Regions from separate parts of the Mus musculus genome. Here all the other regions are linked to region 1. Evidence: chromatin contacts called from public promoter capture Hi-C data. All regions are on one chromosome and are shown on one strand. The core of a region is the stretch at or near the end of the contact, and the rest is flanking DNA. Distances in the headings are between cores, read along the strand shown. Region 1 holds the start of Cdk20 (cyclin-dependent kinase 20). Region 2 holds the start of Zfp369 (zinc finger protein 369). Region 3 holds the start of Spata31d1c (spermatogenesis associated 31 subfamily D, member 1C).

Region 1 (4,539 bases), core at 1,140-3,639:
CATGGGTCTTCTCTCCTTTTTTTTAAAGATTTATTTATTTATTATATGTAAGTACATTGTAGCTGTCCTCAGATACTCCAGAAGAGGGCATCAGATTTCGTTATGGATGGTTGTGAGCCACCATGTGGTTGCTGGGATTTGAACTCGGGACCTTCGGAAGAGCAGTTGGTGCTCTTAACCACTGAGCCATCTGGTCAGCCCTGAGTCTTCTCTTTAATTGCTCTCTACATTATGTGTCGAGGCAATGTATTCCTATTGAATTCAGAGCCTTCCCAATACACTAATCTGACTAACCAGCTTGCTCCAGGGGTCTCCTGTCCAGTACCTTATAAGTACTGGACTCACAGGTGGAGTATCGCACCCACCTGACATTCACCTGGATTAACAGTTCCCACCAAGCCATTTCCCCATCCCCTAGTTTTTTGGTTTTTGTTTGGTTTTGTTTTTGTTTTTTTTTTAATGAAAACTTGGGACTAGAGAGACAGTTCAATGGTTAAGAGTACTTGACGCTCCTGGAGAGGACCCAGATTTGGTTCCCAGCATCCACATAGTGGCTCACAACCATCCGTCTCCAGTTCCAGGGAATATGATGCCCTCTTCTGGCCTCAATGGGCACAAGGCACACACACAGTACACACACATAAACACATGCAAAATGTTCCTACGCATAAAGTTAAATATAAATTAATTAACCAGGTAAAATGGCAACGTCAGGACGGCTGTCAATCATCAGCATCCTTATGGGTCTTGAACCACCTGTCCCACACATAAGCTGCCTGGAAAGCCCTTTTATTTTCAACAACAACAAAAAGGAACCACCTTAGTGAAGGTTTTATTTTGGCAGTAAACCAGCATTGGAACAAATAAAAATACACACCTACATTCAGACAGTACACATGTTACACACAGTACACATATATAAACACATATCTCATGTTATAAAGATGAGGTATGAACACATATCTCATCTGCAGTAAATTTTGAGGCACACACCACTACACTTCACAATACAGGAGCACACAAACTGATTCCATCACACATAAGCTCTCAGGAATCAGACTGAGACCAATTCCTCAGTGTCACTAGTGCTGTGTACAGGCCAGAATTTTTAGGAGGCCCCAGGGGCATTCTGGCAGTGTCACTCAGCTGCAGACCCATGAGCTGATGATAAAAGCCAAGCATTCCCCTGTGCTTAACAAAGACCCTGAAGAGAAAGAAAGAAAGAAAGAAAGAAAGAAAGAAAGAAAGAAAGAAAGAAAGAAAGAAAGAAAGAAAGAAAGAAAGAAAGAAAGAAAGAAAGAAAGAGGGAGAGAGAGAGAAAGAGAGAGAAAGAGAAAGGAAGGAAGAAAGGAAGAAAGAAAGAGAGAAAAGCAGGGTGAACGGAGGGTGACCACACATGAAAGTCTTTAAGATATCCTTCAGAACAAAGTAGGGGCTCAACGGGTGCAAACTGCTGAGAAGTCAGCATGGTTAGGGGCATAATTTAATGGCCCAGCACCTGTCTAGCATAAGGAAGGTGGGAGAGCAGGTATAGGAAGGAAAGGAGAAAACAAAAAGAAACACACACAATAGTTAAAGGGGGGGGGATGCATAAACATATGAGCAATGGGTGTGTAAATGAGAGAGAATGGGAGGGTTAAGTACTCAGGTGAGAGTGGATCTGGGAGCATAAATAAGGAGTAAGCAGGAGGGGGCAGAATGGGGATTAGAAAGGACTCCTTTAAAGTGTATACTGGTGAGTAGAGAGGGATGGAAATGAATGAAAGTGGTCGAGAAGCTGCTGTCTTGGAACCTGCCACCGGTCTTGTTCACCCGAGCCCTGCATGACCACCTGAGCCCAGCCCCACTCACATATTGACTGTCCTCTATCTCCTGCAGAGCCTTGATTTCTCTGAGGGCCTGGTTAGGAATACCATCCTCCAGCCGCCGCAAGGCCACCTTCTTGAGGGCAACGATCTCGCCAGTCTGTGCAGGAAAGAGTGCCGACACTGCCAGAGACCTTTGGCAAGGTAGGGGCAGGGAGAGAACACCCCAGGAGCGAGACACCCCACAGAGACCCGCCCCTAAGTCGGGAAGATCTGAACCGACCGCCAGGGGTCGCGCTCCCGCAGTCCGGCCGCTGGAAGCGGGATCGCCACAGATGGGACCCCGCCAAGTATCCTAAAGAGACCTCTGAGGCGCGCCCGCGCGCGCTAGCAGATCTCTACACGGAAAGACTGCAGAGGGAGCGCAGTGGGCATCCCTCGGACTGCACGTGCGGCATGGTCTCACCTCTACGTGCTTGGCTTTGAAGACGATGCCGTGGGCGCCCTCCCCGATGCGACCGAGGATGCAATACTGGTCCATGTCGGCCCGCGGTGCCCAGATCCTACTCTACAGGGATCCAGCATAGGCTCCTGCAAGCGTTGCCTAGCAATAACGCGTCTAGCAGCTGCTCCGTAAAGCACGTGACCGGAAAGACCAGTGCTGAGCTCAGTCAGGAATCTGCATCCCCTCTAGGCAGCACCTTTCCGCAGCCTTCGGCAGTCACTCTATCGTAATCTAACGCTCCAGGACGTGGCCATAGCACCACGTGACAAGAAACGCTGGTGCGTGGGGCTGAGAGGGGCAGGGCTACGCATGTAAAGGGTGTGTTCATTCGCCCAGAGGCGGAGCCTCTGGTAGGGAGGTGGATCTGGTGGAAGACTTCCAGAAACCAGCAAGAGTATCAGGTGGCAGGCACTCACTCAGCCGCTCTCTACATTTAGGCCTCTTTGTAACTGACGCAAATCATTGTTGCAGACAAGCACAGAGCTGAGTCGTGGAGTGTCTTAGTTAGGATTTTACTGCTGTGAACAGACACCATGACCAAAGTAACTCTTATAAGGACAGCATTTAATTGGGACTGGCTTACATGTTCAAAAATTCATCCTTTGTTATCAAAGGAGGGAGCATGGAGCATCCAGGCAGGTATGTTGCAGGAGGAGCATATTCAACTGCAGGCTGCTCGGAGAAGACTCGCTTCCAGACAGCAAGAGTATTAAAACCCACTTCCACAGTGATACACCTACTCTAATAAGACCACACCTGCTAATAGTGCCACTTCCTAGCCCAAGCATATACAAACCATCACATGGAGAATCACTTGGGTCTTTGGTCCCCAAAGGGCATCATGAATCCAAGTACCTTTTTTAAAAAGCTTACTAGCACTGACGATAAAGCTCCTTTGGTGAGGTGCTTGCCTAGAGTGAACAAAAGCCTTTGGTTCGACTCCCTGTACCACCTATGTTGGTTGCTCTAAATCACATCTGCCGTCCCAGTACTTGACAGGGTCTTATTAATCTACACAGTGCGATGCATCCTGCTTAATAAGAGACCTTATCTCAAAATAGAGAGAGGTGTCCACAAGTATATGAGATGACGACCAGCACCCCTACTAATTAGGAAAAATGAAATCAAACCACAATAAGATATCTTACACCCTTTAGGATGATTACTATCAGGAACGTAGATGATAAACCTGATACAGTTGTTCTGACTATAACTCTTGTATCCAGCAGGCCAAGACGAAGAGAATCTCAAGTACGAAGCCAGTATGGACAAGGTTACCTGCTAACATGGTAAAGCTGTGGAGAAATCAAGACAGAAGAGAGGGGAGAAGAACCTACACTAACGTGGGAAGGCAAGGATGCCAAGAAATTACCACTTTTGTGTGCGTTTGTTAAAAAGTGTTTCAGGGGTGGTTGCTCACTCCCTACAATCCCAATACTAGAGAGACTAGGAGTTGCAGGAGGATTGCCTCAGGTTCCAGGCCAGCCTGAGCTACAGTGTGAGACTTTCTCAAACCCAAAAGAAACGAAACTTTTAAATAGAATATGAAACTAGCCAGGCTCTATGGACTGGCTGTGGGACCCTCTTCTCAGGGAATGAGATAAGTGAAAGTTTTTGCCATACCTGTGGCACACACTACGCCTAGGTTTAAATCAGAAAAAGGAAATCCAAGTGTGGACTAGGGGGTAGAGGGAGCGTGAGGGGGCAGAAGCCCAGGAATTTGAGCTTATCCTTGATTGTATGCTGAGTGTAGCTTTCATTGGCTAATTACCTCTGAATTAAGGAGATTGTAGCATTGATATCCAAAACTAATACACTGGGGTTTTGTTTGTTTGTTTGTTTATTGTTTGAGACAGGGGCCACACAGTATTACTCTAGCTGACCTGAAACTCACTCTGTAAACCAGGCTGGCCTCAAACTCACAGATGTCCACCTGCCTTTGACTCCCAAGTCCTGGGATTAGACAAGACTATTCTCTTTGAAAAGTTTGTCTCACCCAATATTGTGAGTTCCAGACCTTTGCTGAAGCCTTTCCGCTTTCCAAAGGGACATTGGCCCACTTGCCTTGCCCTTCTTCTCAATTCCCTCTGCCTTGCTAAAAAAAAAAAAAAAGTTAAATTACATTCCTAAAGCAAGCCACCAAGGTCTGGTTCCTTCTTGGCCAATTCTTCCTCCTGAGGCTGCTACCAGTGTCCAGCTATCAAAGTATTAAAGTCGGGAATTAAAAGC
Region 2 (4,539 bases), core at 588-3,087, 850 kb before region 1:
ATCATTGGGAAGAGAGGCCCCTTTGTCTTGCAAACTTTTTATGCCTCAGTACAGGAGAATCCCATGGCCAAGAAGTGGGAGTGAGTGGGTAGGGGAGCAGGGTGAGGGGAGGGTACAGGGGTAAATGAAGAAAATATCTAATAAAAAATTTAAAAAAAAAAGAAAATGTCAGAGTTGGGTGGGGGCAGGTAGAGTCAAGCCTGGCATTGAACTTCTAATCCTCCTCCACCTCTGAAGTCCTGGAATTAAAAGCGTGCTGCACCCACCCAAACAAGTGTTTATTAAAGTGGAGCCTGGCTTACCTACTGAAATCATGTTATTGAGGTTCTCCATCATGATTTCCCTGTACAGGCACTTCTGTTGGCGATCTAGCAGTGCCCACTCTTCCTCGGTAAATCTCAGTGATACATCTTCAAACTTCACAGATTCCTAAAAGCCATAAGATGCAGTTCAGCCGCAGGTTTTCCTCTTCCATGGTGTCAGAAAAATAGAAAGGCTGAGCAAGATGACCCAGCTACATTTTACTTATCTCATGTTCCTTTGTCTGAATCCTTGAGCAAATCGGTCTGACACTAATCAGGGGACAAGTGAGACTGTGGTCTATGAAAACCTGTTCATTTCTCACTAACCAGGGGATAGGACTGTTGGCTCCCATCTATACCTCTTTTCTTGTTTTTGAATTATCACTTCTTTAAAGTAGCTGCTGAAAACTAAACATGAGCCTCTTATCTTCTAACACCTGTCAGTTTCTCTCAACCAGATCCCCAGCTTTTGTTGTTGTTGTTGTTGTTCTGTCGAGATAGGGTTTCTCTGTATAGCCCTGGCTGTCCTGGAACTCACTCTGTAGACCAGGCTGGCCTCAAACTCAGAAATCGGGCCTGCCTCTGCCTCCCAAGTGCTGGGATTAAAGGCTTGTGCCACCAAAGCCTGGCCAGATCCCCAGCTTTAAAAAAAAAAAAAAAAAAAGTTGAAAAGGACTGGTGAGATGGCTCAGTGGGTAAAGGCTACCAAGCCTGAGTTTGATTGATCTCCAGGACTCATGTTGAAAGAAGGGTAGCAATCCGGAAAGGTGCCCACAAGCAGGCAATAGCACACATGTGCATACCCACACACAAAATAAATGTAATAGAAACATTTTTTGTTTTTGAATTGAAAAGCTTCAATCTGGCTTGCCTCAATCTGGCTTGCCAGTTCCAGTTCAGAAATCGGTTTGTTTGTTTCTTCTATTCTAACCCCCCTCTTGGGCAGTCCTTCAACTCCTCCCGTAACTCTAGGGTATTTGAGAGCAAACATCTCACCACTAGCCGGCCCCTGAGCCGTCACAAAAGCTGAAAAGAAGCCTTTACTCACATGGGGCCAGGTTGTTGGAAGCGTGGAAGCCATACTGTCCTCAGTGTTCTCTAGCGGTAGGAGGCAGAATGCTGATCGTCCTGAAGGTGGAAGAGGCACTAAGGAATGTGCCCAGTGGCTCCCCCACTTCTGCCCATATTCCGACCTCTGCAGGACATAACCAGTCCGCCCCAAAATTGCCAAGTGCCCAGTGAGTCCTCTCCCCGACTCCCATAAGCTTACAAAACAGGTTCCCCTCTAACCGAGAGGGGATGGTTGATGTCCTCCAATCCAGAATGCGGTCGGTTTTCTTAAACCGTGTTCCCCATCTAGAACGGGATGCCTCCTCAGGATCCGGACCCACGACTACACACCTTCTCCGGGGTCCATAGAAGTGGAGCCACTAACGAAGCCGACACTGGACTCCGGAGGCTGCAAATGAAACAGAAGATAGGAGTTGTCCCCGACGGGCTTTCACGCAGCGTTACGAGTGCTTGCGATAAACACAATGGCTCTTGCCTGTCGGTCTAGCCCCTGAGTCGGCTCGCTGGTCCGGACTACAACTCCCAGGCGCCCCCGCGGACGTCGAGCGGCGGCAATCTGTTGGCGTCCTTCCTGTTGGCAGGCTAAGCCGAAGTCCGTAAGCGTCTGCTACTGGCTGCTAAAGAACTAGGATGAAGCCTTTGAAGGAGGCTACTAAGATGCTAAGCATCTCCGTGGACAGAGACCGAGACTAGGAGGGAGTCGAACCCACTAACAGGAGCAAATGAACTTGGACAAACCGGAAGAAGTGCTGGTGTTAGATCGGCTGGGGGATGCTCGCCTTGTAGCAGAGTAAGGAGGGCGGAAGGAGGGCGGAAGGAGGGGACACACAGAATACACAGCTCGACTAGTGTAGAGGGGAGGGACCCGGATGGGGACTGGCTGTGGGTCGAAGGCAAGAGAAGACAAAGTCATTTAACCGAGTTTCCTTAGGGGAAGGAGAAAAGAATGCAATCGTGCTGTAGTTTCAGCGGTGTCCTTAAAGGGAGAGGAAGAAAGGACTAAACCGTAGAAACAGAAAGCCATTAGGCATTGGAATTAAAATTTTACTCGTTTCTATGAGAGGACAGGCGTTTGCGTCCAGATCTGTAGAGTGAGCAGGGTTGTATGGTTTAGGCAGGGTTGTATGGTCTTACAACGTTTAGGTGGTAAGTGTGGAGACCTGGTGGACTTGAAGGATATGGTAGGCTACACTAAATGTCCTCTCCAGTTTTCCCCAGCAGAGGAAGGGATGTAGTGAAAATTCTAGAATTTTGGTTTCTTGAAAAAAAAAAAAACCAAATATTATAAGAAGGTGCTTTTATTTTGATTCCGGGTATAGGGACGTAGGGCTGCTTCCGACTGCCTGAAGCAACTGACCATGATTTATTTGCCTTGTGCTCTAGCAGAATCGCGGTTCTGTCTGCAGCAGAGTTTTGGTAATTGTGTTATATTTGGAACTCTGGGAACTTTTCAGAGGGTATATAAATGTTAGAGCCCGATAGGCTGGGGGCTGGGGTGGGCCAGTTGTTGGTTGTATAGGGAGGAGGTTGGTTGTAGTTTGTTAGTAGCTGAGGCCAAAGGAGAAGCAAGAGAAAAGAAATCAGATTCGGGGATCTTCCTAATCACTCTCTCCCCTCTACTCTTGTTCCTTTCCTGTCTAGTGTTAGGGGGTAGAAAGGGGGGTAAGGATAATAATGGGAGGAAAAAGAGAACCGACAAAGTAGCAAAGACCAGTTACAAAGGGACACGGAGGATCAGAGATGTATGAGGAGAATTAAAATTACCCTCAGTCCCAGGGAGGCTAACTGTAAATATCCATGCATATGGAGAGCTCTTAGGGCAGCTTCTAGGAATTTGGCAGAAATTTGACATTAGACTAGAACACAGAAGTAGGCTCAGGCAAGAATTTGACTTTGGGCTAGGACAAGAAAGTAGGCTCAAGATCTTGATCATCTTGTAAGTCCCTGAATACCACGGGACCTTGTTTATTGCCTTGTTTGTTCCTTGACTGAAAACTGACCTTATTCTCTGCATGTACTTAGAATGGCATAAAAACAGACTGGAGAAAAATAAACCCACTTCAGCCTCTGCACAGGTTTGAGTGGTATTAAGTCTAATTGTCTTTTTCTTTTCAATCCTCACTCCCTCCCTTGAGACCCTGTTGACTGACTGAGCTGGCTTGATCACACACAGGGATTCATTTGTACGATACACATCAAGAGGATGTGGGTTCTGGTAATGCCAGTTATTAGGTAACCTGTGACTAGGTTTGTTCCTATTGGCAGATTAGATTGGGGGAACCTGAAGTCTGCCCCTGATCATAATTTGGTATGTTTGTAACTCTAGACAGCTCAGAACAACAAAGAATTCTGTTGTGTTCCTTATACTGTCTAGTATTCTATTCCTAGGGTCTCTTTATATTCTGTTCTGATTTATGTAATCTTGTCTTATTTGGGATCCAGACATACTGATGCCTAGAGCCTAGCGACCTATCCTTCTCAACCCAGGGTTTATGTATTCCTTTGAGGTTTCTAAATAGGGTTGGCAACACTGTGTCTAACTGTGGTCATGCTTCTTATTCTTACGGCTAAAATAGACTACATATTGTTCTTAATGTTTTTTTAAATTTTATTTTATGTATATGTGTACACTGTAGCTATCTTCCGATGCATCAGAAGAGGGCGTCAGATCTCATTACAGATGGTTGTGAGCCACCATGTGGTTGCTGGGAATTGAACTCGGGACATCAGGAAGAAGAGTCAGTGCTCTTAACTGCTGAGCCATCTCTCTAGCCCTGTTAATTTTTTCTGCAATTAATTTTTATATTTGGTATTGACTCAGATTATTATGCCACTTTTACTATGATAATACTTCCTTGGAATTTTTCATTCATTCATTCATTCCATTTCATCCTGGATCACATATATCCCAGACTGTCCTTGAACTTTGTAGTTAAGGTTAACCTTGAATTCCTAATCTTCTTGCTTGCACCTTCCTAGAGCAAGGAGTACAGATGTGGGCCACGGTGCTCATCTTTCTGTGGTGCTGGTATCGGAACTCAGAGCTTTGTGGCATATTAGGCAAACACCGATGACTGAGCTAAATCGTTAGCCCTCCTTAGAATCTCGTAGCTTTCAGAAGGACCATACCCATTGAATAAGTAATTGGTTCCTGTTTTAATATTTC
Region 3 (4,539 bases), core at 1,359-3,858, 600 kb before region 1:
TGTCTCAAGTAGTGCCACGGCACCAAGGCTGGAAAAGTGAAGGTTTCCAGGCAATGTGAGGTAGGTTGAGGTGTTTCCCCATAAGTAGGATTCAGAAGAATAGGGGTCAAGAAGCTCTTGGTTAACTGGATGTGCTGACTCCAACTGGGAAGAGTTGCCTGTATCAGTCTGCTGCTGGATAAATTCTGACATTGCATGACTTGAACTGCAAATGCCATTGTTTATTGGAACATTAGCGAAAAGCTCCATAGGGCTGTCCACCAGAGAGAGAACAGTTGTTGGTTGGAGAAGCAGTTCTGTTTCCGGAGTGACATATTGTTGTGGAAGAGGTAAAGAGGCAAGTGAATGGAGAGAATGGTCCAGTGGGGATTTAGCATTCACAGGAGGAGTAGACTCTGATAGTAGAGAGCCACCCAGTGGTGAGAGAGAAAGTGTGTCTTCTAGGTACTCACTTTGGTGAGATGAAATGATGGAGGAAGACTGTAGAGAAGGCTCACATGCAGTGTCTGAAATAGGATAGTCTATAGTATTTTCTGGGAGAGGAAGGGACAAAGTCAGCGCTGTCTCCGTCACAGAAACTGTGGAGTCCAGACTGGACATAGTGACAGCGCCATCTTGGTGAGTGGCCTGAGAAAGCAGATGACTGATCTTAGCAGTTGCTCCATTACACACACCACAGTAGGGATCTGGACACAGTAGTTGCCGAAAATTGGAAGAATCATACTCTTCACCTAGGGGGCTGCAGGAGATAGAATTTTCAATTCTGTTGTAAAGACCAGAATTGAAAAGGGCCTGCCTGCCTTGCTGTGATGGAGATACCCAAAGCCTGTGTGTGTGTGTGTGTGTGTGTGTGTGTGTGTGTGTGTGTGTGTGTATTCATTTTATGACACCCATGGCTTCCAGAGAGGCTATAACCTCTCTCCATGCTTTTCATCTGTGTACTTGTCTCTTTTGATACCCTTCCCATGACAAGAGCAAGCTGTGCTGAGTCTCTGTGATGTTTTGATCATAAGAAAAGGAGGCCCAGGAAAAAAGGAGAATAATACCTTTGCACAACAGACAGCAGCTCTCTCTGTTCCTGTGACTTTCTCTGGGTAATTCTACAACCTGGGAAAGCAGAAGTATTAGTTGTAGGTAAGAAAGGTGGAAATATCAAACAGGAGTCACTTTAAGGAAAATACTTGGGCTATTAAAGTAAACAGACAAGGTCAAATTGTCACTAAGATGGCTCACATGTTATGTGTCTTTATACAAAAAAATCTTTATCTACATTGTCCCATGTGATGATACTTAAAACACCATATAAAGCACACAGGCCTTAGTTTCCTCAGAGGTGTATGGGCACCTACATGTTAAGCATGTGTATCATACCAGAAGGCAGGAATGTGTGGCTCTAAAACAACCAGCCAACCAAACAACCAAACAAACACGTAGTGCTCCCTGGACTTATCCAGTGCTCACTGTATACATGGAACACACTCTCCTGATAGTGCATGTCAGCTTCATGTCCACAGGAGTGCAGAGAGGGAACTGACTCTGGTATGTTTATCACGCTGCCTTCCAGTGAGTCTCTCCTTTGAGAACTATTTCTTGTCAGTTAATTATCTGGCAACTTTACATCCTCAGATCATAGACCTAAGACCTTATGGAAATGACAGGATGGTAAACTGGGAAGAGGAGATCCAGCAGATAGATACCTACCTTTAAGTGACTTCCTCCTTTCTTTGTTAGCTGAGCCCTGGTACTGTGGACATAGAGAAATGAACAAGGTGTTAGAATTTTCCCTCATGTTTATTTTCTGAAGAAACCCAGATTTCATAAACCAAGATTATTATGACATTTGTTCAGTTAATGAAATTTAGTTCTTTCTTAAATTAACTTTTGGAGGTGACCTGATGTTTTCTTTTTCCTTCTTTGGGAAATTAAAGGAGAATTTTGTCTGTAAGAGCTATACTTGGAGTTATCAGTTAGAAAGTTGAGGCCAGCAGCAACATCTGTGCTTTTCTGGAGACAGGATTGTCCAGTGGGACAAAGCTTGAGTTTCAGGTTCTTCTCAGAGCCTTCAAGAAGTCAGCACTGCTTTCCTGACCAGCTCAACCTGGCTGATTGTTGGGTAAATCTACATGCAGGGTGAGAAATAAGCCTGGGATTCTCATTCAGGTGTTCAGCAGGAGAAGCTATTCTCCTTTGAATATTTAAGTGAAAACTTTAGTCCTCTCTGTATTCCTCCCATGCCAGGACTCATGCCCTAGGACAGCAATGTTTTTTTCTCTCCCCAGTGTCCCATATCAGTCATGTTTCTGAGACAGACAGGCTCATCCAGTACTAAATCCAGTACTCATTGAGTTCTGTAGTACATCAATAAAAAATATCTCTTGGGGGTTCATCATACATCCTCACCTTTTTGATGTCCTGACTTTTCCAAGGTGGTGGGAAGAATTGTTTCAGTATCAAATACCACAGGTATAGAAGAATAGACCAAACTCCACTCAGAAAGATGTAATTGGAGCCAATATCCAAGAATGCTGATCCAAAGCCTAACCATGATCTATTTAGAAAAGAGAGGATGTTCTCCATACACTGAGTCTCATGGATGCCTGAGGTATATGAGTTCTGAGATTGCATGGGCCTCACTGTAGGCCTAGGTCTGCATCACAGAGCAAGGGAGAGTCATAGAGGGTTTGTGAGGACAGAGAGAAGGGTGAGCCCTCAGATCCTCCCTCCCCCTCCTCCAAGCTCCTTCACTGACTTCTGCTTGAGACTGCTGCTCTGTTTCCACCCCTCCTTCCTTACTTCACTTTATGTTCCTCAGGGAACTTTCTTGTTACCTCTGTAATCTGGATGCCAACCCATTCCCCTTTAGTGTTTGCAGCTCTTGAATTGGAGTCATTCAGTTCTCCAGACTAGAGTGTCCAAAAGGATGCCTTGAAGTTTAGCTTTGGGCCAGATATTTAGTCTCAGCAGCACAAATGTCCTCCCTCTAACACAGCAGTCTCAAAGTTGAGGGTTGTGACCCCCTTGGATATCAAATTGCCCTTTCACAGGGGTCACATATCAAGATATTCTGTATGTCAGATATTTATATTGTGATTAATAACAGTAGCAAAAGTACAGTTATAGAAATAGAAATGAAATAATCTTATGGTTGGGAGTCACCACAAGAACTGTATCAAAGGGTCACAGCATTAGGAAGGTTGAGAACCACTGCTCAAATATAATATTTCTTCTCTACAGAATGGCTCTTTTTCCGAATCCAGCTATACAACAAAAGTATTTCCTCATACATTTACTTTTGTGAATATACCATAGCAAACTTTGCTTCAGTCAGAAGGACAGGCTGAATTACAAAACTAACATAACTAAAAGATGTGTATACAAACTTCAAACCTCTTGGGCTAGTGGGATATTCCATTTACTTTTCTGGAGTGATTGAAGCTTTGGGTAGACCAAGATTTCACAGATAACTAAACTTCTTTTCAATTTTCCCCCCTCAACAACCATCCTCTGAACTCTGAACATCCATCCTTCACCAAATTTCCAGGTAGCTTTTTCCTACCTGGAAATAGTGGTATGTATACATCTGTATCTGCTGCCTGTCTCTAACCCTTAGCTTTGTGAACATCAAGTGGCATTTATGTTTTGTTTAACACAACTCTCACTTTATAGTCCAAGCTAAACTAGGTCTCACCATATAGCCCAGGCTGTCCTCGACCTTGTAAGCAATTCTTTTGTCTCAGGTTTTCAAGGGCTGGAGTTATAGATATACACCACCACACTCAGGTCGTCAGCAGATGTTTACTTTGGTTTCGGTTTTGGTTGGTTAGCTGATTGGTAGGGACTCATGTGACAAAGGATGTCCCCACTGTAGCTAAGAATGAACTTGAACTCCTGATCCTCACAGGTGTGCTGTGCCACCATTCCCTGCTCTCATGGCAGTTTTTTTTTTTTAAAGATTTATTTATTATATATGTAAGTACAATGTAGCTGTCTTCAGAAACTCCAGAAGAGGGCATCAGATCTCATTACGGATGGTTGTGAGCCACCATGTTGTTGCTGGGAATTGAACTCAGGACCTTCAGAAGAGCAGTCAGTGCTCTTAACCACTGAGCCATCTCTCCAGCCCATCTCATGGCAGTTTTTGAGGACAATTTCTTATCCTATTTCTGTCTTTCTTTTTTTTTTAATTACGTATTTTCCTCAATCACATTTCCAATGCTATCCCAAAAGTCCCCCACACCCTCCCCCCGCCAACCCCCTACACACTCATTCCCGTTTATTGGCCCTGGTGTTCCCCTGTACTGGGGCATATAAAGTTTGCCTGTCCAATGGGCCTCTCTTTCCAGTGATGGCCGACTAGGCCATCTTTTGATACATATGCAGCTAGAGTCAAGAGCTCAGGGGTACTGGTTAGTTCATAATGTTGCAACTACAGGGTTGAAGATCTCTTTAGCTCCTTGGATACTTTCTCTAGCTCCTCCATTGGGGGCCCTGTGATCCATCTAATAGTTGACTGTGAGCATCCACTTCTGTGTTTGCTAG

What was found. Promoter capture Hi-C pulls out the DNA fragments that hold promoters and counts their contacts.
Region 2: a promoter capture Hi-C map of the SN4741 cell line shows a contact between it and region 1, with 7 times the contacts expected there. The contact joins the promoter of Zfp369 here to the promoter of Cdk20 in region 1. A contact is called at or near these places in 19 of 39 promoter capture datasets (the 3T3-L1 cell line, 3T3-L1-derived adipocytes, the SN4741 cell line and 12 more), 1 of 15 datasets of contacts at CTCF or cohesin (the NIH/3T3 cell line), 8 of 484 Hi-C or Micro-C datasets (the C2C12 cell line, CD4 T cells, CD8 T cells and 4 more), 20 of 115 datasets of contacts at active chromatin or transcription factors (astrocytes, bone marrow-derived dendritic cells, bone marrow-derived macrophages and 11 more) and 4 of 9 other capture datasets (adipose tissue, embryonic stem cells, liver and 1 more).
Region 3: a promoter capture Hi-C map of embryonic stem cells shows a contact between it and region 1, with 6 times the contacts expected there. The contact joins the promoter of Spata31d1c here to the promoter of Cdk20 in region 1. A contact is called at or near these places in 23 of 39 promoter capture datasets (the 3T3-L1 cell line, 3T3-L1-derived adipocytes, the C10 cell line and 13 more), 2 of 15 datasets of contacts at CTCF or cohesin (embryonic stem cells and stem cell-derived epiblast-like cells), 6 of 484 Hi-C or Micro-C datasets (differentiating embryonic stem cells and embryonic stem cells), 2 of 115 datasets of contacts at active chromatin or transcription factors (bone marrow-derived dendritic cells and stem cell-derived neural progenitor cells) and 3 of 9 other capture datasets (adipose tissue, embryonic stem cells and liver).

Annotation. Positions count from the first base shown.
Region 1 is chr13:64,430,403-64,434,941 of GRCm38.p6, reverse strand. It overlaps Cdk20 (cyclin-dependent kinase 20), which reads right to left and starts at 2,389. Exons shown (of 8, transcript NM_053180.2): 1 at 2,272-2,389; 2 at 1,852-1,965. The coding sequence starts at 2,346. It overlaps 1700015C15Rik (a long non-coding RNA gene), which reads left to right and starts at 2,506. Exons shown (of 3, transcript XR_873594.1): 1 at 2,506-2,588; 2 at 3,537-3,691.
Region 2 is chr13:65,276,152-65,280,690 of GRCm38.p6, reverse strand. Zfp369 (zinc finger protein 369) reads right to left here and starts at 1,837. Exons shown (of 8, transcript NM_178364.5): 1 at 1,704-1,837; 2 at 1,351-1,430; 3 at 303-429. The coding sequence starts at 1,719.
Region 3 is chr13:65,031,127-65,035,665 of GRCm38.p6, reverse strand. It overlaps Spata31d1c (spermatogenesis associated 31 subfamily D, member 1C), which reads right to left and starts at 2,608. Exons shown (of 4, transcript NM_001083890.2): 1 at 2,401-2,608; 2 at 1,702-1,744; 3 at 1,047-1,107; 4 at 1-739. The coding sequence starts at 2,577.